Regions from separate parts of the Mus musculus genome. Here all the other regions are linked to region 1. The links are chromatin contacts, called in public Hi-C and HiChIP or PLAC-seq maps. All regions are on one chromosome and are shown on one strand. Each heading gives the region's core, a stretch centred on a gene start, on an enhancer-like site or on the middle of the called end of the contact. The rest is flanking DNA. Distances are from core to core; before and after follow the strand shown.

The links. Hi-C and Micro-C count contacts between places; a contact is called where the count stands out from the background. HiChIP or PLAC-seq counts read pairs in DNA pulled down with a chosen protein or histone mark.
Region 2: an H3K4me3 HiChIP or PLAC-seq map of bone marrow-derived macrophages shows a contact between it and region 1, with 4 times the contacts expected there. The contact joins the enhancer-like site here to the promoter of Oxtr in region 1. A contact is called at or near these places in 6 of 39 promoter capture datasets (the HPC-7 cell line, HPC-7-derived erythroid cells, cranial neural crest and 4 more), 9 of 484 Hi-C or Micro-C datasets (bone marrow-derived macrophages, cerebral cortex, cortical neurons and 4 more), 2 of 115 datasets of contacts at active chromatin or transcription factors (bone marrow-derived macrophages and stem cell-derived neural progenitor cells) and 2 of 9 other capture datasets (adipose tissue and macrophages).
Region 3: a Hi-C map of uterus shows a contact between it and region 1, with 6 times the contacts expected there. The contact joins the enhancer-like site here to the promoter of Oxtr in region 1. A contact is called at or near these places in 5 of 39 promoter capture datasets (3T3-L1-derived adipocytes, the HPC-7 cell line, cranial neural crest and 2 more), 18 of 484 Hi-C or Micro-C datasets (the HL-1 cell line, the N1E-115 cell line, bone marrow-derived macrophages and 9 more), 6 of 115 datasets of contacts at active chromatin or transcription factors (astrocytes, bone marrow-derived macrophages, embryonic stem cells and 2 more) and 2 of 9 other capture datasets (liver and pancreatic islet).

What each region holds. Positions count from the first base shown.
Region 1 is chr6:112,487,752-112,491,572 of GRCm38.p6, forward strand. Oxtr (oxytocin receptor) reads right to left here and starts at 2,074. Exons shown (of 2, transcript NM_001081147.2): 1 at 1,128-2,074. The coding sequence starts at 2,046.
Region 2 is chr6:112,663,470-112,667,290 of GRCm38.p6, forward strand. Rad18 (RAD18 E3 ubiquitin protein ligase) reads right to left here. Exons shown (of 12, transcript NM_021385.2): 9 at 1,809-1,869. Among named protein-coding and RNA genes, the nearest start is that of Gm35824, 31 kb to the right of the region's middle. Within about 2 kb of position 2,187, at least 7 of the 459 cell types and tissues checked have an H3K27ac peak or open chromatin away from gene starts, as enhancers often do. A contact at or near this core is called in bone marrow-derived macrophages, where this site is marked.
Region 3 is chr6:112,620,864-112,624,684 of GRCm38.p6, forward strand. It overlaps Rad18 (RAD18 E3 ubiquitin protein ligase), which reads right to left. Exons shown (of 12, transcript NM_021385.2): 12 at 1-41. Among named protein-coding and RNA genes, the nearest start is that of Gm23002, 30 kb to the left of the region's middle. Within about 2 kb of position 1,693, at least 14 of the 459 cell types and tissues checked have an H3K27ac peak or open chromatin away from gene starts, as enhancers often do. A contact at or near this core is called in astrocytes and uterus, where this site is marked.

The DNA of each region.
Region 1 (3,821 bases), core at 824-3,323:
GAGACCACACAATGGACAGAGTCCTCATAGCAATCTTTGCCTCATAGCCACTTACAGGCTATCAGTAAATACCGAGTGACAGGTGACCTGGCCACTGTGGAGCAAGGCAAGACGGCTCAGTGAATCCAGGCATCTGTGGTTTCCAGAAGGGAACAGAGGAGAGCAGTGAAACTCAGGTCCCCTGCACTGAGAACCTAGCTACCCCAGCGGAGGGATTTGCTGTTGGGAACAGCGGTGATTATATCCATAATACAATTTTGCACCGTCTAGGGTTAGAACAGACAAGTCCTTTCTGGCTGGTCTGTGAGGGAGACCAGGTCCTCCTACCCTTTTCCCCAGCTCTCTGGTTCCCCAGCCTCCTCCTCCTTCCTCAGCCCCCACTGGCTTCTAATGCATGCAGGCCACCATCCTATCCTACAACCTCGCTGGTCCTCCAGGGAGGATGGCTCTTTCTTCCTGCATCACAATCACACAGCCTCCCGATCAAAGCTGACCACTGTCCCCTTGGCTCCCTCCCTTGTCACCCCAGACCTATCTCTGTCCTCTAACCTACTCACCTCTCCTTTACTTCTGCCACACGAGACACTCTGGAATTGTCTTGACCTCTCCAGCGGTCCCTTAGAAGACCTATTCAGCTTTCACTGGACACCCAGTCAGCTTTCACGGGACCAACTGTTCTTTTCTTAGGTTGACCCTATCCAATCCGGACTTTCTGTGCTCAGGCTGACTTAAACTCATAAATTAAACTCAAAGTAGAGAAAGCCTGAGCCTGTGGTCAGGATGAAAACCCACTTCCATTCTGTCTCTCTGTAGGAAAGACAGTCGCCTGCCTCAGTTTCCCCCTCCTCAATAAGAATTTTCACACTGAAAGTTGCCCCAGGCCTGCACTGGAGTTCTTGCCTGCCTTCTGGCAAGAGTTTGCACTCTCGTGGGTATTTCTATGCTGTAGTCCTGGAGACACAGAGAAGTGACCTCCTCAAAGTCCAGAGACTGATGGACCTCGGGAGTGGAGTGCCACCAGAGACTGATGATGATGTGGAACCAGAAAGACCCTAGAACCCTGGGAGTCCAGAGATAGTGGAAGTAGGGCCTGGCCCTGCCACCCTCTTCCTCTCCACCCTCACTACCTTCTTTGGGCGCATTGACGTCCCAGACGCTCCACATCTGCACGAAGAAGAAAGGCGTCCAGCACACGATGAAGGCCAGAACAATGATGAAGGTCATCTTCACTGTGCGGATTTTGGCCTTGGAGATAAGCTTGACACTACTGACCCGTGCCAACGCCGCACGGCCAGCTCCACCGGCTGCGTCACTCCCCTCGGCAGCTGCCGCCGCGGCTGCCGTCTTGAGTCGCAGATTCTGCCAGATCTTGAAGCTGATGAGACCATAGCAGGCGGCCAGCACGATGACCGGTACAATGTAGACGGCGAGCGTGATCCACGTGACGTAGGCCTTGGGTCCCCAGGGCTGGATGAAGACCGCCCAGCAATCGAAGACGCCGTCCGCCACTTCGCGCAGCGAGAAAATGTGCACCTGCGGCACGCTGGCCACCAGGCAGCCGAGCCACGTCGCCAGCACCGCCAGGCGGTCGGTTCGGCGGCGCAGTGAGCGCAGCGGCTGGCAGATGGCCAGGCAGCGGTCGAGCGACATCAGCAACAGCAGGTAGGTGGAGGCGAACATGCCCACCACCTGCAAGTATTTGACCAGACGACACAGCAGGTCGGGCCCGTAGAAGCGGAAGGTGATGTCCCACAGCAGCTGCGGGAGAACCTGGAACACGGCCACCACCAGGTCGGCGATGCTCAGGTGCTTCATGAAAAAGAAGAGGCGCGAGTGCTTGTGGCGCGTCGTACGCAGCGCCAGCAGCACGCACGCGTTGCCACTCAGAGCCAGGAACAGTATGAGACACAGGACCGCCACCTCCACGCGCGCCAGGGCCTCGTTGCGTCGTGGCGGCCCGGCCGTGAGGTTACCCTCCGCCCCTGGTGGCACTCCACTCCCGAGGTCCAACTCGATACTCCAGTTGGCTGCGGGCGTGCCCTCCATGACCAACCGCGACCGCGACCGCGACCCTGAGGGAGCACCCGGCCTTGAGGCTCTTTAAAGTGTGGCACGTGGGGCGGGGCCCGGCGCTCAGTCCAGGTGTCTATGGGAGCACTCTGGCACTGACCTGCCTGTCCTCTCCCTGAAACAAACCAGGAGAACCGTGACAAGACCGTTGCGCTTCACTTAGGACCCGCGAGTGGGGCGTGTGTGTCCCCTCCCTGGGAATTTGAAGTTACCTGAGTCTCAGTGCACCAGCCCAGCCTTGGAGCTGCGCAGTGGTGGTGACTTCTCGGTGGTGACCGTAGGAATCCTAGTTTGAGGTACCTCCTTTGAGCTTCTGCAGATGCCCCTGCGCTTAGGTCCCAGGAAAGAGTCAGCCGCTCTGCCTGCAGAGAGGAAGCTTGCGATTAACCACTCTGCCCAAGAACAAGGACACACACCCCCAGCAGCCTCTCCCCACAGAGAACCCCCAAACCTACACCTCTCCTGTCAGGACACAGCACAGCCACGCCCTAAGGGATCCCCGAAGCCAGCCCCCGTAGTAAAAAGCTTTACTACGGGTACATCTTCCTGGGGTCCCCCCAAAAGCCCATCCTTCTTCACCTCCTGCTTCCAAGACTCAGCCCCAGCTCCCACAACTTCCCAACGCCGCTTGCTTCCGGAGGGACTCCCGCCTGCGAGCATAGTGCCCCCTCCTTACCTCCCACCCACCCCCACCCCCACCCCCACCCCCGCGCAACGCAAGGCTGCTATGCCAAAGACCCCAGAGGACGCCTTTCACAGAATCCCCAGCCCAGGAGCCCCGACAGTCAGGGGCTTTGCACCTTCGTCCAAGCTGTCACTTTTCAGTCTCTCTCGGTACACCCTGAGCACCTCCCGGAACCAGAGACGTGAAACGCGCCAGATCCTTCCCTCCGAACCTGAGGGTCCTACAGGTAGGTCCTAGGCATCCTGTCGCCACAGTGCGCAGGACCCAGCCACTTGAAGCGAGACTGCAGGTTAGCCCAAAGTTGCCTTGCCACCGGGGAAGTTGCACCACAGTGGATGGCCTCAGAGATGCATGGATTCTCCGCCCAGATTGGGAAAGCTGCTGGCGCCACCCTCCGTGCCACCAGGGGTAGAGATCTCGGCGTCTTTGCAAACTCCTACCTAGCCTGCGGCTTTGCTGGTGGCTGGATGCCTTAGGAAGGCAAGGGGAGAGCGCCAGCCAGGCTGTGAGCTGACCGAGTCAGCGCGCGGCGCTGTCTGAAGCTTTTCCACAACGGGAACCCTGAGCTGCGGCACCACATATGTCCGCTAGGGGGCAGAGCAAACCGGCCGCGGCGATCCCAGTGATCCGGGTCAGCTAACCCGGTAGTCGCTCAGATTTATTTCATAGTAGCTTAAAATTCCCAAACAACCCACCTAGCTCCTTCCTCTCTCGGTTTAGCTCTTGACGTTCTCAGAGATATAGGAACCTTGGAAAGTGACATTTGTTTTTCCCTGAGTAAATTGTAATAAAGACGCATTTCTTCGCCTTTTCGGTTTTTTTTTTTCCTTTACATCTTTTTAAAGAGAGCTCAGCTTAAGTTCTGTCTTTGGACTCGCTTTGCTCACATTCGCTTTAAGAAGAAATGGGAGATGTCTGCCCCTCCCACCAGCCTTGAGAGAAATCTTTATTTTAGGCTCTTTATGATGGAAATCTCTCTCTCTCTGTCTCTCTGACTCTCTCTGTCTCTCTGTCTCTCTCTCCCTCTCTCTCTCTCTCTCTCTCTCTCTCTCTCTCACACACACAC
Region 2 (3,821 bases), core at 937-3,436, 180 kb after region 1:
TGACATAATTTCACAATTAAACATCATGCATATATATCCTCTACTAAAGTAAAATATTTACAAAGCATGCATTTGGTAAAAAATAGTTGCAACAAAAAGAATAACAAAAATTCTGAAAACTTCAACAACAAAGAAATGAACACACCTTTTTTCTTTTTTTTTTTTTCCAAGACAGGGTTTCTCTGTGTAGTCCTGGCTGTCCTGAAACACACTCTGTAGACTAGGCTGGCCTTGAACTCAGAGATCTACCTGCCTCTGCCTCTGAAGAGCTGGGATTAAAAGCATGTACTTCCACTGCCAGGAAAACACACCTTTTTATTTTATTTTATTTTATTTTATTTTATTTATTTATTATTTTAAGGAGCAAAAGATTAAGCTAATTTATTTTTAAAAAATAAATAAAAGATACAGTGATGCAGACAGCTATATCATAAGATTCCATCATATGGCACCAAGAAATGACAAAATTAAATAGTGAAGCCTAGATGGGCATGTCAAGGCATGCTTGTCATCCAGTACTCAGAAAGCCAACGATCCTGACCACCTTAGCTTCCAAGAACTATGATGTCTGTCTCAGTCCCTGGTAGTTAGTAACAGGCTCCCACTATTAATACTATCAGTATTACCTGATAACTGCCAGCAGACTATGGTGCTTCTCATCTTGTTTTCGCTCACACAGCCCTGTGCTACCTGTTTGCCAGCATCTAAAACAAATGTTAACTTATTATTTCATCAGATTCATTTTTTTTAAATAGAGGAAAGTAAGTCAAATTTGTTACTCCATCTATAGAGTAGACTTGTACATTTATTTTTACATTTTGGAGAGGGAGAAAATTTTATGGTTTGCTTTGTTTCTGGTTTTTTTTGTCTTGTTTTGTTTTGGCTACATTACTGACCTGCCAAGTAACACTGGACCCATTCTCAATAAACGAAAATAGACAGAGAAAGAGAGAGGGGGAATGGGAGGGAGAGAGAAGAAGGTTGGAAAAACGAGAAAGAGAATTAGCCAGGACCCAGAGCAATAAGCAATTTCAGTCCTCATTAAATTTGAGGTTAGAGATGTAACTCTTCCAGGAATGCTAGCCTACTACATGCAAGACCTTAAATTCAATCCGTAACACTGCAAAAATTAAATTAAATTAAAATTAAAGAGGCAGGCAGATCTCTGTTCTAAGCCAGCCAGGTCTATGTAGCAAGTTCAGGAACAGCCAGGGCCATACAAATAGACTCTGTCTCAGTCTCAGGAAAAAAACCTAAGAAATAAAAAATGAAACCATCAACTAAGTAAAGAAATAACAACTACCCAGTTAACAAAAGCAGTAAGGTGTCAGTCACCTGGCAAAGATTCACACAGACAGCCCACTTCAGGGAGAGGGAATGATAACGCATGCGAAGATGCTAACGAGAGAAGGAAACCCATTTTTGACACAAATCTTTTAGCCATGGAAGAGCTGTCCCTGCAGGCCTGGGGCACAGAAGTGCTGTCCCTCCGTACAGAAGAGCTGTCTCTGCAGGCCGGGACACGGTGCAGTCCACATGCTTCTATGCCTGCCTGCACCATCTTCTCACATAGTGCTTTCTGAGAACTAACTCGTACTTGCCAAGTTCTTGGTGATGATGAGCTCAAAGCTGAACGTTAGTCACAGATCTTAAAAGGCAGGCACCACATAGACACCCCACTAAAACGCAGTCTCTGAAGCAGCACTAACAAGATTATCTGAACAATAAAAACCACCATTTTTTTAATTACTAAAGATGTAAAATAGCAACTTAAGTTCCTTACAATAAACACATGTTTCACAACTTACGATATTCACTGTGAACTTCCTCAATTTCCTTCTCTGTTTGGTTCTTTGTAAAAACCATGACCTACAAAAAAGAAGAATATTCAGAATTCCATCCATCCAAAATGACAAAAACAGAAATCAATGCACAAGTTTCAAAAATCTCAACTGTGTTTTTTTCAAACAGAGGAAGCCATTGCCTTTGTGTGTAACCCGCATGTTTGTCCCCTGCCTCAGACCGTATGATCAACAGTACACTCTTACTCAGCACTTCTTTCTCATCAACGGATTCTAATTAAAAAAAGGAAGGGGGCAACCTTTGACTCAAAACCAGTGGCATCCAGGAAGGAAATCCCACCGTGGTTAAATACTGTTTTCTACTTTAACAATATTACGGTGAAATCTGAGAGATTGTTTATATAAGTTAGGATATGTGCCTGAGTGTGTGTGTGGTATTACATGCATGTAGGTATGATGTGCACGCTTGTGCACATGAGAAGACCTGAGAACACCGAGTGTTCTGCTGTCCACTCTCTGCCTTATTTTCTTGAGAGAGGGTCTCTCACTAAACCTGAAGCTCAGCTGGTGAGCAGAAAGCCTCAGGAATCCTTCTGTCGTCCCCCCCACCCCCCACAGCACTGGAGTTACAGGCATGTAGATAGCCATGCGAGATTTTTCACATGAGTGCTGAGATTTGAACTCAAGTTCTCATGCTTATACACCAAGTGACCTTACCTGCTTAGCCATCTACACAGCCCTCGTTGTTTATATAACTTAACAAATGTTCATGTTATAATAAGTAGCTTGGCATAGTTATGTATTTTAAGCCAAGTTGAGACTCATTTGTGAAGAGATTTAAAGTTTTGTTTCTTCCCATAAATAGAAACATCCCAATAAAATTTGTAAAGCATATGTATCCAACTTCAAATAGTTGAGAAAAAAATAAAAATGAAAATGCCAAAAATCAAAACACAGGAGATAAAAAGGTGGCGGGAGATTGCATCAGGTAATAAATCTTTGACAGTAATGGGTAGTACCATTTTGTCTACCTTTCTGTGCAGGTAAGGCTCTTCAAGTAAAATACTAATGGGGAATTTTGGTAGAGGAAAACAGCCATCTACAAAGGATGGGGTGATGGGGGAACATGGGCAAAGTTCAATGATGTAAATGTATGAAAGCACCACAAAGAGACCCGTTGTTTATGTTTCCTAGAAACAAAAAATACAAGAAAACAAGAAGACAAATTTCTTAGGCAGTCTGATTTTTCAGGTGTCCATGTCATTTCTTCTTTCTGCTCTGAAGCTCACATGAATCTCTTTTCTAATTCTTGAAGTCCATTTTATCAGTTAAAGTATGTTTCTATATTAAGAATATTACATTAGAAACAAAATCCAAGATAGCCAAAACAATCCTGAACAATAAAAGAACTGCTGGAAGTATCACCAGTCCAGATTTCAAACTGTATTATAGAGAGCATCAGTAATTTAAAACACATGGCATTGACATAAAGAGATGTATTGATCAATAGAACAGAACCGAAGACCTTGGGACAATTCCACATACCTATAAACACCTAATTTTTTATTAAGAAACTAAAAATGCACACTGGAGGAAAGAGAGCATCTCCAACAAATAATGCTGGTCAAACTGGATAGCTGCGGGTAGAATAAAAACAGATCCACATCCATCACCCTGCACAAAACTCAATTCCAAATGTATCAAGAGCCTCATTGTAAGACAAGATATAGGGATCTTATAGATCAGAAAGTAGGGAATGAGCTTGAACTCATATGCACAGGAGAGCAATTTCTGATCTGGACATCAACAACATAGGCACTAAGACCAACAATTAACAAATGGGACTTCATTTGTTATGAAGTTAAAAGCTTTAGTATAACAAGACACCATCATTCGAGCAAAGTGGTCATCTTCAGAATATGAAATCTGATAGAGGGTTAGAATCTATAATATATAAAGAACTAAAAAAAACCTGAACATCAAGAAAACACAATTTTAAAATGGGGTACAGAATTAAAC
Region 3 (3,821 bases), core at 443-2,942, 130 kb after region 1:
GGCGAGTCTGTTGTGGGCTGACTTCTCTGTTTTGATCATTTCTGAAAACAAGAAAAGAAATGGCATATCAGAAAACAACAGTCATACTCTGTGGGAACTCCTAGTATACTAAGCAGTTACTTTCACATTCATGACTTCGTTAAAACCCACAGTTGCCTCTCTTCTAAAGACAAACCTATAATTTGAATTATTACTATATCATTCTTATTGTGTTAAGTATGAGAACAATGAACTTATAAGGACCAAAGAAAAGAGTCTTTCCCTTGAATCAAAAACCCGTAGCTTTAAAAAGCTGCGTACATACCTGAGTCAAAAGCTGAGTGGTATAGCTATAATTCTAGTACTTGGGAGGCAGAGGAAGGAAAATGTGGTTTTGACTACATCCTGGCCTCCATTGTGAGTTCTAGGCTATCCTGGAAGAAGGTACAAATACTATATCCAGACTTGGTCTCAAAATAACAGAGCTGGGGAGATAACTAAGTCATGGAAATCTTGAGTTCCTTCCCTAGACCTCGGTGGTGGTCTGAATAAGAATGGCCCCCAGAGGCTCCCAGAATTGAATGCTTAGTCATCAGGTAGTAGCAGTACTTGAGAAGGATTAAGAGGTGTGGCCTTGTAGGAAGAAGTGTATCATTGGGTGTGTATGTGGGGTGGGGAGAGGGGTGAGCTTTGAGGTTTCAAAAGCCCCAGGCAGGCCCAGTGTTGGCCCTCTTCCTGTTGCCTGCAGGTTCAGATGTAGAACTCTCAGCTACTTCTCCAGCACCATGTCTGCCTGCATGCTGCCATGCTTCCTGCCATGATAACAGACTAAATCTCTGAAACTGTAAGCCCGCCCCAATTAAACACCTTCCTTTATATGAGTAGCCATGGTCATGGTGTCTCTTCACAGTTAACAGAAACCTTCACTAGGACAAACCTACATTAAAAAGCCAAGTACTTGTAATCCCAGGACTGGGAGGTGGATAGGTGGATAGAGCCTTGGGCTGAGGCTCACTGAAAGCAGGCCTAACTTATTTATTGAGTTCTAGGCCAGTGAGAAATCCTGTCTGTCTCTCTGACTCACACACACACACACACCAAACAAAACCCAAGTCCCCCTTTACAGATAGATGGGCCACACAAATTCCCTCACTTTGGGCAGAACATCAGATAATGACAGAGACAGAGACAGAGAGAGAGAGAGAGAGAGAGAGAGAGAGAGAGAGAGAGAGAGAGAGAGAGAGAAGAGGGAGGAAGGGAGCAAGAGGGATGCTGTGATACTGTGCACTAAGCTAAACTTCTCAGGAGTTTTTTCTTTCATCGTTTATTCTGATGTTGGGAATGGAAGGAATCCTGGGCTTTAATATATTAAGCACATATTTTTTTTTCTTTTACCATTAACTTTGTTGCTGCTATTGTTTGTTTTGTTGAGATAGAGTCTTATTATGTAGCTCTGGCTCACCTGAAAACAATGTAGGCCAGGCTGGTTTGGCTTCTTAAGTACAAGACAAACATGTGAGTCCACACGCACTTATAAATAAGCCTTACTCTTCTGCTGGGTACTCAAGAGGAAGCCTAAAACAGGCCAGAAATAGGAGTGCCTATTGAGACAGCCAGGAGGGAGGCAGAAAGCATGTCTCCCTCCCAGGATGCTTCTCTTCTGTGAAGAATAGGAATGCACTGGTCCCTGGAACTCAGACAAAAGTCTCTGAGCTTCTGATGGAAAAACAAGAGCTGATGATCTCACGGATTCTTTGGCGAAGGCAGTCAGAGCAACCACTAAAACCCAACCAGGCCAACTCCCAGATCGCCTGGCTCAACTCCCCACATTACTGGTTAGACAGAAGTAGGCTCTTTTCTAGGCACAAACATTATTTAGCTCGATCTCAGGCATCCTACACAGGATGTTCAGTCTTAGGCTAAAAATGAAGACAAAGAACAATCAAGAAAGAGACCCTACTGTCATGCACAAAGCAACTGATGCAGAGGCAGCCCAAATACTGGGCCCACCAGACCACATGACCTCAAACATAACTATGACCAGTGATATACACTGAGGGCTCTAACACAAAAGAAAAGGAACATCCAGAGAACTCCCACAGACATGGAAATGATATGAACAAATCAAATGGAAACACTGAAAAGTTCTAAAGCATCAGAGAAGAAATGCTTCTTTAAAGGACAATTACGTATAAAGTATGAAACTGATGAATGATACAGTAAATTTAAAAGATATGTCAGCAAAAAACATCAAACTGGGGGCTGAAGAGATGGCTCAGTGGTTAAGAGCGCTTGCTCCTGAACACAGAAGGGAGCTCTTAACCACCTTTAACTCCAGTTCCAGGGGATTCAATGTTCTCTTCACCCGCAACCTGCGCACACATGACACAAACACCCTCTCTTACACACATACATACATATAAGTAAAAAAAAAAAAAAAAAAAAAAATTTAAGTCCAAACTAAAACAGAAAAAAATTGCATGTGTGTGTACATGACTAGAATCCCTGAAGAAGAAATGACTATAAAATTAATTACAATACTGAGTTTTCTAAAAATCAATTAAAGACATCAAATAGACTAAAGCTAGTTAGTTAGCCCTGCCCCCATTAACAAATAACAAACAGTAAACACCTAGATACATATTCAAAGTGCTGAAAATCTTTGAAGGCAGACAGAGCTAAAGGACATTCCATAGAGGGATAAATAAGATTTCCAGTAGGCTTCGCATCACAAACCAGACAGGCCTTGAGGTGACGCAGTGGTGGCTTGAAAGTGCCAGAAGAAAAACTGTCAACCTAGAAGCCGCTCCCAGCAAAAACAGCTTTTAAAGATGAAAGCTGAGAAGAGACATCACAGACAAAAGCTAGGAGGACTGGTGGCTAATACAATTAAGAAATAACATAAGAAATATTAAGGAAGCTTCCTACATCAAACAAGCACGATCACCGGCTGCCAATCTGCAGCCATTTAACATGCGTAGGAGTAAATACACCACAAGGGGACCAGGAACAGAAAGTACGGCATGGAAACACTGCTGTTGGTTCTCATAGATCTGAAGGCATCAAGAATACGTCAAGAATTAGGAAAGCCCTAAGAGAACCAAGGGCAAACGATTAGTTGGCCCGACAGCTTCACCAACACCAGAGAGGGCGATAGGCTAGGCTTCTGCAGAAAGTGGTTTGTGTTTTAGCACAGGCAGAGAGCATCTGAGACATCTGAGCTGCTCCAAGCCTGGTTCCCACAAGGCAACACCAGAACAGGCAAGCATTGTGTTGGGAAACTTTTTAATGCCATACTTTGTCTTCTCCCGTTTCTCGGCAGGAAGTCTTCCAATGCTACTTATCACACAATGGCCTAGACACATGCTCACCAGGAGCAGTCAGCACAAACAGAAAAGCAAGACTCCTACAGACATATGTCTCCCATCAATAGCTACCCAGTTTCTGTACCAGCGTGGTCTTCTGGAAAACTGAGGTTCGTCAGTCACTTTGACCAGCTGACAGAAATTGGTGTTAGTACACTATTTGTCTCACAGAGTGTTTAACTAAAAGTCTAGGAGCAGGATGAGATGAATTTGCAACAGTAAACCCAAGTATGAGGCCAGGGTCTTAGACCCAACAAGCAGAACAATGCTATAAGCCTTCAGTGGCTACCTCAGAAAGCCACATACAATCTCCAGTGTCTCAATACCTTCCAGGGGCAAGACAGTAACACTCACCCAAGGTAAGGTCAAAGACAAAGAATTGGATGGTTCTTATTTTAGGAACAGCAGGGTATGCATACACTACCATTCACATTCTTCAAGAAAGCTCTCCCCAAGTAACAAAAGGCAGCTTTGATC